2 separate regions of the Gasterosteus aculeatus genome follow, and region 2 is linked to region 1. Evidence: chromatin contacts called from public Hi-C data. All regions are on one chromosome and are shown on one strand. Each heading gives the region's core, a stretch centred on a gene start, on an enhancer-like site or on the middle of the called end of the contact. The rest is flanking DNA. Distances are from core to core; before and after follow the strand shown. Region 1 overlaps cops8 (COP9 signalosome subunit 8). Region 2 has its middle 4.0 kb from the start of lrrfip1a.

Region 1 (5,482 bases), core at 937-3,436:
ATTCAAACAAACTGTCAACAAAGGACATACTGCATTGTTACTAAAACATGGAGCTTGTGCATTTTGCATATTATTCTAAAATCTTGGGACTAACTACAGGTTCTATAACCCAAAACTCATAATGACACTTTTAAACACACTGGTAAACACCTAAAATTCAATAATAGTTGCTTTGATTTGATTTAGTTCAATTAAAGAATTATATTATTCCAAAAAGTTGCGGCAAAGCTGAAATATCCAGCCGTTGCGATGCTTGAGGGGTAAGTGGAGCATCACTGACCAAACAACTCAGTACCTATAGACAGACTTTAAGAAGTGGAATCAGTGACGTCGTCGATTTTGATCTTTGCTCTTACGTTTGGAAACCTCAAGTTGCTATCTACGGATTACGGCCGTCATCACGTTGTTGTTTTTTTCGCAACCTATAAACAGATGTTACTGTGGAATTTGGAAGAGTGACCTAGAGACGCCGCATATTGCTGTGGCAGCAACCTGTCAATCACAGTAAGCCCACCCTAAAGCGCAGTCCGCATTATGGCCCATTTTGATCTCTAGATGAGCCTCAAATTGTACTTAGGAAGACTTGAAACTAGAGATTAAGACCAATAACTGAAATCATAGAGAAGTACAGTCATTTTCACATAGACTTCAATATGCGTTTTAAATGTTGCTCAGAACAGCTTGTTTCGGGCTCGTGTTACGTTATAAAAGTTTTAGCCGACAAAAACAGTGCTTTAATCGTCTTGTGTTTGCTGGACTCATCCATCCCTCCTCCGCAACATCAATATTGGTCTTTGATTTTTCATAGTATGTCATTTGGTATGACCACCACATCCTCTTATAGATAAGTTTCATGTGTGAGAAAAAAGATCCTAAGACTGAAAGAAGTTGTTGATGACGTGGGTATATTCCATCTGTTTTAGATTCATATGCAGCCAGACTAATTTCTGTTTTATCCTCCTAGCCATGTTATTCCCTCGGCCTAATGCTTTCCAAAAGGTATCATATAACAATAAAACAGCCTTTTTCGAAAAAAAGAAAAGAAAGTTTCTGGTATCAAGAGGAACTTTATATTTAACCTGGAGTCTTGTTCAAATAAGAGCAGAGTTTGAGGCAGAATGGAGCAAAAACATAGCGTGTTTGTCCACGGCCAGTGATCTGTATTCTTTTTCCTCACTTAATTTCCTCTGTAATTACAAAAAGTCTGAAGGCTGAGTCCCCGGGAGTAGGACATGAATGAAAGGCACATGGGGGACACACGAAAAGACCCGTTGAGTTTTGGCTGGCAGTGGGACAGTTTAAGCCAAGTCCAAGGCCTGCTGGACACAGTATCTTGACTTTTAATAGTGGATTAGGGAATCTCCTGGAAGAGAGACATGATGGCCATTATCTGTGAACTGTCGCTGAGGTCACATGAAAACAGCTGCTTTGAGAAGCGCCATGAGTCTATGAGAATGGATTTTCCCGTTCTGTTGGTTCTCATGAGCTGGTTTGAGGACACAGGACTTGTCTGACCACGGTGGAGAGTTGCTTCAGGGACTTTATTGTCTGTATATATGACAAATGTAAGCATTCTTGAGGAAACGTGCCCATTTCCATGCTAGACCAAGGTAAACTTAAGTGATTTATGAATCCTGCAAGATGCAGATGTGGCTTGTTGAGACACACACACTGTCAGGCAAGTTGAAAAGCTGCAAGTTTGTTTACATGATTTGCAACAAAGATCATTCTAATGCAGTCCAGCTGATATCTGTCCCATAACTTTTACAATGGAACGCAATTCCTTTGGAAAGTTTCTCTCCTTCTCCTCCCTCTTCCTCCCACCACTTCCCTTGCTTTGGCACCCACACTGGGTTTACAATTTAAACATATTATATATTTTAGTATTAATAGTATTTAAGAGTTAGCACTATGTGACATGTCAGACAAATTGTTGGTGAAGACTGCCCCCTGCTGTTCATCTCATCTCTATTGTGACCTTTTCCTCCATCCAATGTTATCCAGCTATCATGGGACTACAGGGAAAAGACTGGAAGCACTGTGAGATTCATGTTCTTTGACTTCTTCAGTTCTTTCAACACCATCAAGCCGTTGCTTCTGTGGGACAAGCTGCAGCGGACCAGGGTGGACCACCACCTCTCTGTATGCATCCCGGACTACCTCACCAACCGTCCACAGTATGTGCGGATACGGGGGAGTGAGTCAGCATGGAGGCCCCACAAGGACCTGTTCTGGCTCCAGTTCTCTTCTCCACATAGACCTCTTACTTCCAAAACAACTCCGTTAACGCCCACCCGCAAGTTCTCTAAAGACTCAGCAATTGTTGACCTCATTTCTGCCAGTGATGACAGAGAATACAGCGAACGGAACTAACCAGTTAACATCCAGGAAATCTTATAGTTTATATACTATATTTATAGAGTTTTTTTTATCGTTAGAAACGATTGCCCAAAAAAACATGTAGAAATCATGTAGGTTGAGAAAAGCAAATAAAAATGCTAAAAAAAGTATTTTCCTAAGAAAGTAGCTGTCAGCACTATATAAAGGTTGCGACATCTAGCGGGAGAGTTCAATCTGCTACTTTTGTCAGAATAGAAAAAAAAGAAAAAAGTAAGCTTATATCTAACTGAATGCAACACTTTACTCGCTGCAGCAAGGAAAGTTGTCCTGCACCAACGTCGACCCCTTTATAGCATGTTGCCTGTGGCTATATGACAAAAGACAGATATCACCTTTGACCCCTGGTAAAAGAAGCCAACTGTTTGTAATTACCTTTGCTAAAGACGCTAGGCTGCTGACAGGCCTCTTTTTTTGTGTAAAAACCAGTTTATATGTTACTGGTAAAGAAATATAGCAATGTTTCCAAAAAGAAATCCAATTTTGTAAATGGTCTCCAAAAACTCCTGTGAAGAGAGATATCAGGCTACACATCTACATGATAGTGTAGATACAGTGTTTGGACAGAACTGTAAAGTTTCACGTTGATAGACTGAGGATGAACTACTCTATGGAAGGCTTTTGTGTAGGCCTCATGGCAGACGAACGGGACAGTAAAAATGTGGATTGCGAGCGTAAAATAATGCTTGAGAGTGACGATTGCCAGCACAAAATCGACCCCCAAAACGCCATTCCAATGTAGCAATGTCATGCAAGATGGCGGGAGGCCGTATTGCACTGCAGAAACAGAGGAATAATTCGATAATTTTCTTCAAAACTGGCAAGAATAGGAGATATTTAGGATTCATACTCTTTAATTGTGCAGCTTTTGAACTGCCATGTTTGGAGTATTTTAAAACGGATTAGTGCTTATTGCAGCCAAGACCAACGCTTCAATTTATGTGATGCATTCATATATTTGTTCATGATAAGGACCCAATAGTTTGGTTCTGGCCTCCCTCTTCCACCAAAAGTCACCAGTGGCTAGTCACCATGCCACAAGCAGTCTCCCTGTATGAGCTAAAAGAAAGAAAAGCCACAAACTGTACAACTGTGCAAAATAGGAAGCAGGTTGTGCTTGAAACATCATCTGCAAAATGCAACGACGCCCTACGCCCACGACTACACCTTGATATCCTGTCCATGAATACCACAAACAGGGGTAATGACAAGGCGTAGCCTGGTGAAGATCAATCCCACCGGAAACTACTCTGAATTACAACCGAACACAGCTCTCGCTTTGGCCGTACAGGAATTGGATGGCCCCAAGTAGGGACCCCCTCACCCCGTACTCCAGCAGCACCTCCCACATTATCTCACTGGGGACCTGGCTATACACCTTCTCCAAGAAAAACAAAAACAAAAAAAAAAAACACATGTAGACCAGATGAGCATAGTCCCGGGACCCCTCAATGATTCCTGCTGGAGTAAAGAGCAGGACGAAAATCACATTGTTCCTCTTCAATCCGTGGTTCGACTATCGGCCAAACCCTCCTCTCTAGACTTTACCAGAGAGGCTGAGTAGTGTGACCCCCCTGTAATTGGCACACGCTCTCTGGTCCCCCTTTTTGAAGAGAGGTTCCACCACCCGCCACTCTTAAAGCACTGTCCCAGAGTTCCACGCAATGTTGAAGAGGCGTGTCATCCAAGACAGCCCCCAAACAACCTTTGCTTTCAGCATCTCCGGGTGGATCTCGGTAATCCCCGGGGATTTGCCACGGTAGAGTTGTTTGACCATCTCAGTGAACGCTCGTAAAAACACTCCCATCTCAGATAGCTACAATCCAATTGTTACTATTCACAGATTTCAACAGATTCAACATTCAACAGATTTTGGCGTATACATTTCATTTGGTGTATACCGAACATATGCGTAAAATACTGTGGAAATCGGATACTGTAGTCGTCACATTTCAAATTGTAAAAATCTGAAATCACAGTGGAGAATAGTAGAGACACTTCGACCCAAAGCCTTTTGAATAATAATCTGGAGAAGGGAAATATTCGATTGATGATGAGCTCTCAATGAGATGGAGATTGAACAGCGTTATTAGCCAACTGAGCTAACTGGCCATATCACCCCAAGAAGGCAGCACGTTTGCAATAATTACAATCGTGAAAATGCATTGAGTTCATGCATGTCAACACAAACCACTTTTAGCTTCACGCCTGCGCCCGGCATGCCGTCCATTCACACATGCGTGTGTGGCTGCATGTGTGGCTGCATGCAGATTTAATAGCGTGGTGAGGGACACAGAAGAATGAGACACCGTCTCACGCTCTGACTCACTGGCACGCCGTGCTGTCATGAGGCCAGCGCTGGTTTCTCACATGCCTGCACGTTGGTACGTTTCCACAGCAAATGCACACACATTTCTATACATAGGTGAGGTCAGTCTGAACCAGGAAGTAGCATCCACTTCAGCAGTGAAAGTGCCAATGAGCTACAAGATCCTCTGCAGTACGAACATCAGCAGGAACGGCTCTGATGTAGTTTCGCACCAAATCATGTCAAATGTCTGTCACTTCAAGTGTGGCTCATTTAGGGATACAACATATAAGTACTGGGAGTAAAAAATCCACTTTGTAGAACTAACAGATATTCAACAGAGTAAGGCATAGACACTCATTGTAATAGTTAACAATAACTTGTAATGACTGGTATTAGAGGAACACATATGGACAGAATAAAAGTCCAATAAGCTTTTTTTCACGAGAGGTGGTTGTTGCAGCGGTGAACTGCAAGTCAAATGAAATGTTCCACATCCCTGAGCCCAGTCTGCACCGTAAAGACCAACCCGAGACAGAAGTAAAAGATTTGGAAAGAAAGAATGAATTAGAAAGAGCAAAATATTTATTCACCAGTCAAAACATAAGGTTCAAAAAAAGGGCTGAGACATGACCACTTCTTGACAAAATCCTTTGCAACTCTTCAAGTGCTAAAACATACCAAATTGTTTATTTTTTAGAAAGGGTCCGTTAGGTGAGCAATAAAATAAAATCACATTTCTCCTTCAAAGTCAAGACCAAAATCTGTACAGCAGGT
Region 2 (6,010 bases), core at 840-3,339, 110 kb before region 1:
TTGAAAGACGTACAATAGCAACTTCATCGTACAGAACTTAGACATGTTGTAAGAGGGAATGTATGTCAAAAGCATGCTATTTGCAGTGGCACTGCTTTGAGGGTTGCCTTTATTAAAAGTTTGAGCTGTATGCACACGCTGTTTCTGATATGTTGCAGCTGCATGATAGAGCGGAGTAGAAAGCAAGTAAAAACAACAGCAAATTGGGAAAAAAACATTTGCCTCACTGTTTGCCTACCTTAAAAAATGCCATGCGAGGTCTAGCTCAGAACGGTCCAGGTGGGGGTGAACATGAGAACGGGAGTAGACTTTGGTTTTACTTTTGTTTTTTTGGAACACAAGTTGAAGCACTCTCACAACAAAGAAGGGCCTGTTTGAAGGTGCTGCGGCTGCTTAACTGGAAAATACTCACTCTTTTTCTGAATCCTCTCAGTCTTTTCTAGTGAAGAGAACTTTTAATAGGAAAAAGGCTCCCAGGGGCCAGGACGAGCCCTGCTCCACAATGGCACTTTGAGTAGACCGGTGCAGACCCTGAGGGTTAAGATGGTACTTCTGGTGGGGGGGAGGTCCAGTCTGGCACTGCCATTTGGCAGGGATGAATTCAGGAGTACAACACCCGCTGTAGGATGGGAGTATTTGACATTTAGAACTTTGAATAGACATTTTTGGTACATATTATAGTGAAATATTAAAAAAAGTACAAAATAGTTTTGAATGTATTAAAAAATAATATATTTACTGCCATACTGACAGTTATATTAGAACGGTGCTCGTCTCTAATTTGTAAGATGAATGAAAAGGCTCTTCCTGCCTGTTTATCTCTCGCTCTCTGTCTTCATTGAACATGACAAACGTCAGTAAACAGCTGGAAGCTTTGAAATCACGGAGTTTTTTGTTTGTCTATTTTTTAGGAACCTTCCGACCAGTTGCGACTAATGTTCCCAGCGGCGCTAACGTGGTTAATTTATCATTAAACAACGTTTAACGAGCACCGTCATTACCTGTTTGTCCGACGCTGCAGCTGTTTGGCGCGCAGCGCTGCACGCGCACTAAGTGGAGGAGGGGGCGGGGCTTGTGAGCATGTTGGGGCCAAACGCAAATAAATGTCCCGTCAGATATGAAAATACATTTGGGGGGAATTGATGACCAAGAGAGTAATTTTAAAATATTGATGAATGAAGGAAAACATTTCTTTCTTTGCCTTTTCTCCCCCAGGGCAAAAGGGCAGGTGCTTGAGCACCACTAGGGGTCCATCATGAACACGTGCATTTAGGAGACATCTCCACATGGTCCTCAACAGAGCTCAGGATCTCAGCCTGGTGAGCAATGTGAGGATCGAGGGGTTTTATTAAGCGATGTTTGCTGCATCAGATGATGGGAGGTAACTCTGTTGTTGATGTACTTTTATCTCTTTTGTGCTGTTGTTGTAGTGGTTTTGTAGTCTGTTACAGACAGCTTGTGTGGTTTTATTGTTGAAAACAGACATAGCGTGCAGGGAAGCAAACATTCAGGGAAGCACACATTCACAACTGCTCTTCATACTTTCGCTGGAGGAGTATGGCTCCTAAGGAGGCATATCCGTCTCTTTTTACAAGCACCATGGTCAGCCAGGAAGAAACACCCCAGTGTGTGTCTTAAAATACTGGCGGCAGACAGGATGCAGCCCACTGAGTCTACAAGACCATGTGAACATACTGAGATAAAGAATGATTATGATCCTTATTATCATCCTGTCTTTAATAAAATTTATATTTTATAGTTTAAATATTACACTGCAATGAATTCAAAGCAAAGATGGTACAACTAATTTGAGGTGGAGAGGGTGGAGGGGGGCTGGGGGACTTCAATGTTCCCATATCATCCAAGGGGGGCTTGGCAGAAGAAGTTTGGGGACCACTGATCTCATCCGACCCCCACACACACAATCATTGGCAGCATTAAAACTGTAGAATAATGTAACATAAGCCCAGGTCGGAGGTCCCGGGTTTCCTTTACAGTTTAAACGTCTCCACATGTCAGCATGCTCACAAAGCCTGGTGCTCATGTTACATAGTTCAAACGGTTCCATTCAAATCCTCCTAAAATAGCTGAACTAAGCCACCTGCTGCTACAAAGTGGTACCTACACGGACCAAGAGATGATACCAGTTGTCATATCCTCTATGCGAGTGAGTATTTGCCATCAGCTAACGTGTTTCTGTATGTCTGTGGACAATGTTTAATTAATATTCATTCATGGTGTGGCTAGCTTTATTATTTTGGATGTCAGTTGTCTTTGTTTAAACTCGTGTTTTTATTAAGTTAGTGATGTGTTTTGTAGCTGTTTTATTGTCTGTAATACTGTCCGTTTTTAGCTAGCTAACACTAATACCATGTTGTCCTCCTAGGCGCGTCATCCACAGGCTTTGTGTGTCTGTTGTTGTGTTAGTTTGTTCGGTATGATATATATTTTCGCTTGTATATGTATTCTTTTGTATTTGTCATACAGTTAAGAGAAAGTTTGTATTCTGTTTCAGTTTTATTGGAATCAGTACGATCATTGTAAGAGTGTATGCAATTGAGGAATTGCCATGAGGCACGTGAACTACACTCTTTTTGTGTTTGTATTGTGTAGCCTACAGAGTTACAATCAGAGGGAACAAACCTGCGGAACAACCTGATCAGCTCCAGAAAATGGTTTTATTCCAGAAGACACCTCACAGTGGTTCACACATTATTGATCAGATCTCCCCGATACAGGGGACAGTGTTCCGTTTGTTGGACTCCTTTTCCTCAATGGGTTTAGTACCAACCCCCTCAGTCTGTGTCTGTGCCAGATGTTGGTTTGATTGTTCTCCTTCATGGTCTCTTGCCTGTCATTAAACTGAGTGAAGAGCTCCCCCGAGGCCTGTTAACCGCCATTTCCTTTAAAAACAACAACAAAATAATTAAAAAAAAAACTTGAACAGTCCAAATGTTGAAAGTATTTCCAATGTGCGACAATGTGCTGCTTTATGCTGGTTCGGTTATGGATATTGTTTCATTTTTCCTGGAGTGGGGGAGTCACATTTTGAGATCATTTCTTATTTTACTGCATCTTTTTATTTTTTTATTTTCAGGCATTTATTAAGTCCATTACAAGGCTAACATCAATGACACACATAACAATTATTCACACACAATGCCTTTGTACGTCATCAGATTCATATTGTACATTTTATTAATGGCCATTTATCAAAAAGACATTCCCTACTTATACAAGCCATGTATTTATTTGAAAAGAAAAAACAATATGGTTTCAAGTATTGAATTTAAAATATAAAAAATGTCTCAATTTCTTCACACGGTACGAACAACATCAAGGGCGCACAAGCTGTTCTGCGCTCTATAAAACCGTCCCCCTAATTAAATTTCCTACCACATCTGGCTTCTCGTTGGCCAAGGAAGTTAAAAAGAGTGTGTTTAGGGGAACTTTCCACTTTGTTGTTGACGTGTTAAAGATATTCAAAACAATTCTCACCATAACTTCCTGTGGGATACAGCATCCTCTCATAACCCGTGTATTTCTGGCTTTCTACAGACCTTCCTAATGACTGCCCACCAGATTTTTTTCCTTTTCTGTTCCCTTTTTTTGTGGGCGGCCGTAAGCTTTGTCATTGATACTGCAGCAGAACCTGCCAGACGCTCCCGGCTCCGGTTCTCCAGGGACCCCCTTCCCTCCAGCTGGCCTCCAGCAGCATGGTGCCACAGGGGGGGGGCAGCGGTGGGCTGGTCACTGCTGGAGGCCCCCAAGGTTGGAGCTGAACGGGTTTCTAATCAACCGGCATGTTTTTTATAACGACTATTAAGGACTCCTTTTAAAATGAGGGCAATGGTGACTTGAGTAAAACCTAATGACATGGCGAGCTTAGCATAACACAGAAACAGTGTCTGTCTTATGCTAAGCTAGGGTAACCAGATCACCTTTGCAGCTCCATAGTTGACATTATGACATTCTTTAGATTATAAATACATTGATATGAACTTTTCACCAGTCCCCCCCTTTTCCCAATATATAGTCTTTACCTCGGATGACATAACATTCTTTTTTTCAATGTCTGCATGACTAATTCTGTGTTCACTCGTGATGAGAGTGGTTTGTATACGTGTGATGCTAAATTAATTAAATGTAGGGGAGAATAGAGTTGGTTGTCATATTCATTATATCTCGCCACCGGAAGGCGCTTTTTCTCAAATGTTATGTAATTGTCCGAAATTGGCAGCTCAAGTCGAGGTTTAAAGAATTTGTCTTTTTCATATGAAACAGAAAATGTTCCGCTCCGCAGTATTTTTATTCTAGTCTTTTACACGATGGGTTTATAACAAAACGTTTTCTTCCCCTAAAAAGGGTGAAGGGAAAACTACAGTTTTGATTGTTTTTAGCTACCTGACTAGTTGCTGGCCTTGATGTTAGCAAGAAATGGCGGGCACACAGAGGTGGGGGGGGGGGCAGACCCCATTGGCGACTGTGGGTGAGTGGGGAGCACGGTCGTCCTCCAATCAGAGGGTTGTCGGTTCGATCCCAGGCCCCGCTAACCCGCATGTCGATGTGTCCTTGGGCAAGACACTTAACCCAACATTGCTCCTGTAGCTGCGACTACAGTGTGTGAATGTTAGTTACTGATAGTTACTGTGTGTGGTTCTCCTGTCATCACTATGTGAATGGGTGTGAATGGGTGAATGATGTCATGTAGTGTTAAAGCGGTTTGAGTGGTCGGAAGACTAAAAAAGCGCTTTAAAAGTAGAGACTATTTACCATTTACATGTGCCATCGCTGTAACTCAGATAGTGAAGTTAAGCCTAACGATAGTTGAGTAGGTTATTATTGTGAGGCATATTTGTTTTGTTCCCAATGGTGTTATTTATGTTGGCCTAAAGATCTGTTTCCTGTCCATGTTCTTCGCTCATTTTTTGTTATGAAGTATTAAATGATGTATTTGTGAACTTTTCAATGCAATCCACTTTCAACAGTAGTTCTCCCTTCTTTGCTTCTTTTTAAGATTTTTCTCATTGGAACAACATTGTGTCATAACATTGTCTCAGGTTTACTTCACACACACAGCGTTTTTCCCTGCAGGCCGGCTCCAAATGTGGACATTTGAATGCTTAGTGATTTGGATTATTTCTAAGAACTTAAGGGATAATCGTCACTGAAAAAAATCTCTATTGTACTGATTGAAACCAAGCTCCCTTAAGACCTGAAGGGCTGTGGTCCTTGTTTGGAAACAAAGAAACACCTCGTGCTGAGTCCATAAAATGCAGCAACATTATTTAGTTGCCATTATGAGTGTATAAACCTTTAGTGCTGCTGTTTCAGATTTTGCAGATGTTCTGCCAGCCCCTTGAGTTATACCAAGCAATTGATTCATTGTTCTCAGTTTTGTACTACAAATGTGATGGAAAAAACGCCGTTAAAAAAAGAGACAGAAAAGCTTGAGCGATGCAAAAAACGAATGCTTCATTCTCACATACATTTATGGAGATAATTTTTGTGGTGCAAAGTAATTTAAGTATTGTGGATTCATTGAATGTCTTCAAAGAAACACGCAAGTCAATGGTTATGAGGACATGAATATCCACAGCAAAACCTTTGAGGAATCAGGAATCAGGAACATTTATTGCCAAAATATGTCAGACGTTGGTGCATAACATCAGACAGTGACAATGGACAATAAGACAACATAGTATGTTTTGCACTTTTCCTCTGACATCATGTATCTTCTGAAGTACCTTTTTCAATTGAAGTAGTGCAGTTAGCTTAAGTTAAAATATAATATATTGCACATGAAATTATCCGAGAATGTTGGCTTATTATTATGGAGGGTTATCTATTGTATTTCTCTTTATAATGGTTTCCTTGTTGCATGGTATTTATTTCCAGCATTTGTATAAATTATCGCACAAATTTAAAACGGAGGAAAAGGATGATTTGGAATCATACAAAAATGGCCATCAATAAATTTGCGTACTGTGAAACAAAGCAGTATGAAAAA

What was found. A called contact is a pair of places that touch in the nucleus more often than the background predicts.
Region 2: a contact with region 1 is called in a Hi-C map of skeletal muscle, with 8 times the contacts expected there. The contact joins two enhancer-like sites. A contact is called at or near these places in 4 of 6 Hi-C or Micro-C datasets (skeletal muscle, tail fin and whole body).

The regions. Positions count from the first base shown.
Region 1 is chr16:2,451,870-2,457,351 of fGasAcu3.hap1.1, reverse strand. cops8 (COP9 signalosome subunit 8) reads right to left here. Exons shown (of 7, transcript XM_040201758.2): 7 at 5,273-5,482. Among protein-coding and RNA genes, the nearest start is that of trim63b, 7.5 kb to the right of the region's middle. Within about 2 kb of position 2,186, at least 1 of the 9 cell types and tissues checked has open chromatin away from gene starts, as enhancers often do.
Region 2 is chr16:2,565,735-2,571,744 of fGasAcu3.hap1.1, reverse strand. No RefSeq gene overlaps it. Among protein-coding and RNA genes, the nearest start is that of lrrfip1a, 4.0 kb to the left of the region's middle. Within about 2 kb of position 2,089, at least 1 of the 9 cell types and tissues checked has open chromatin away from gene starts, as enhancers often do.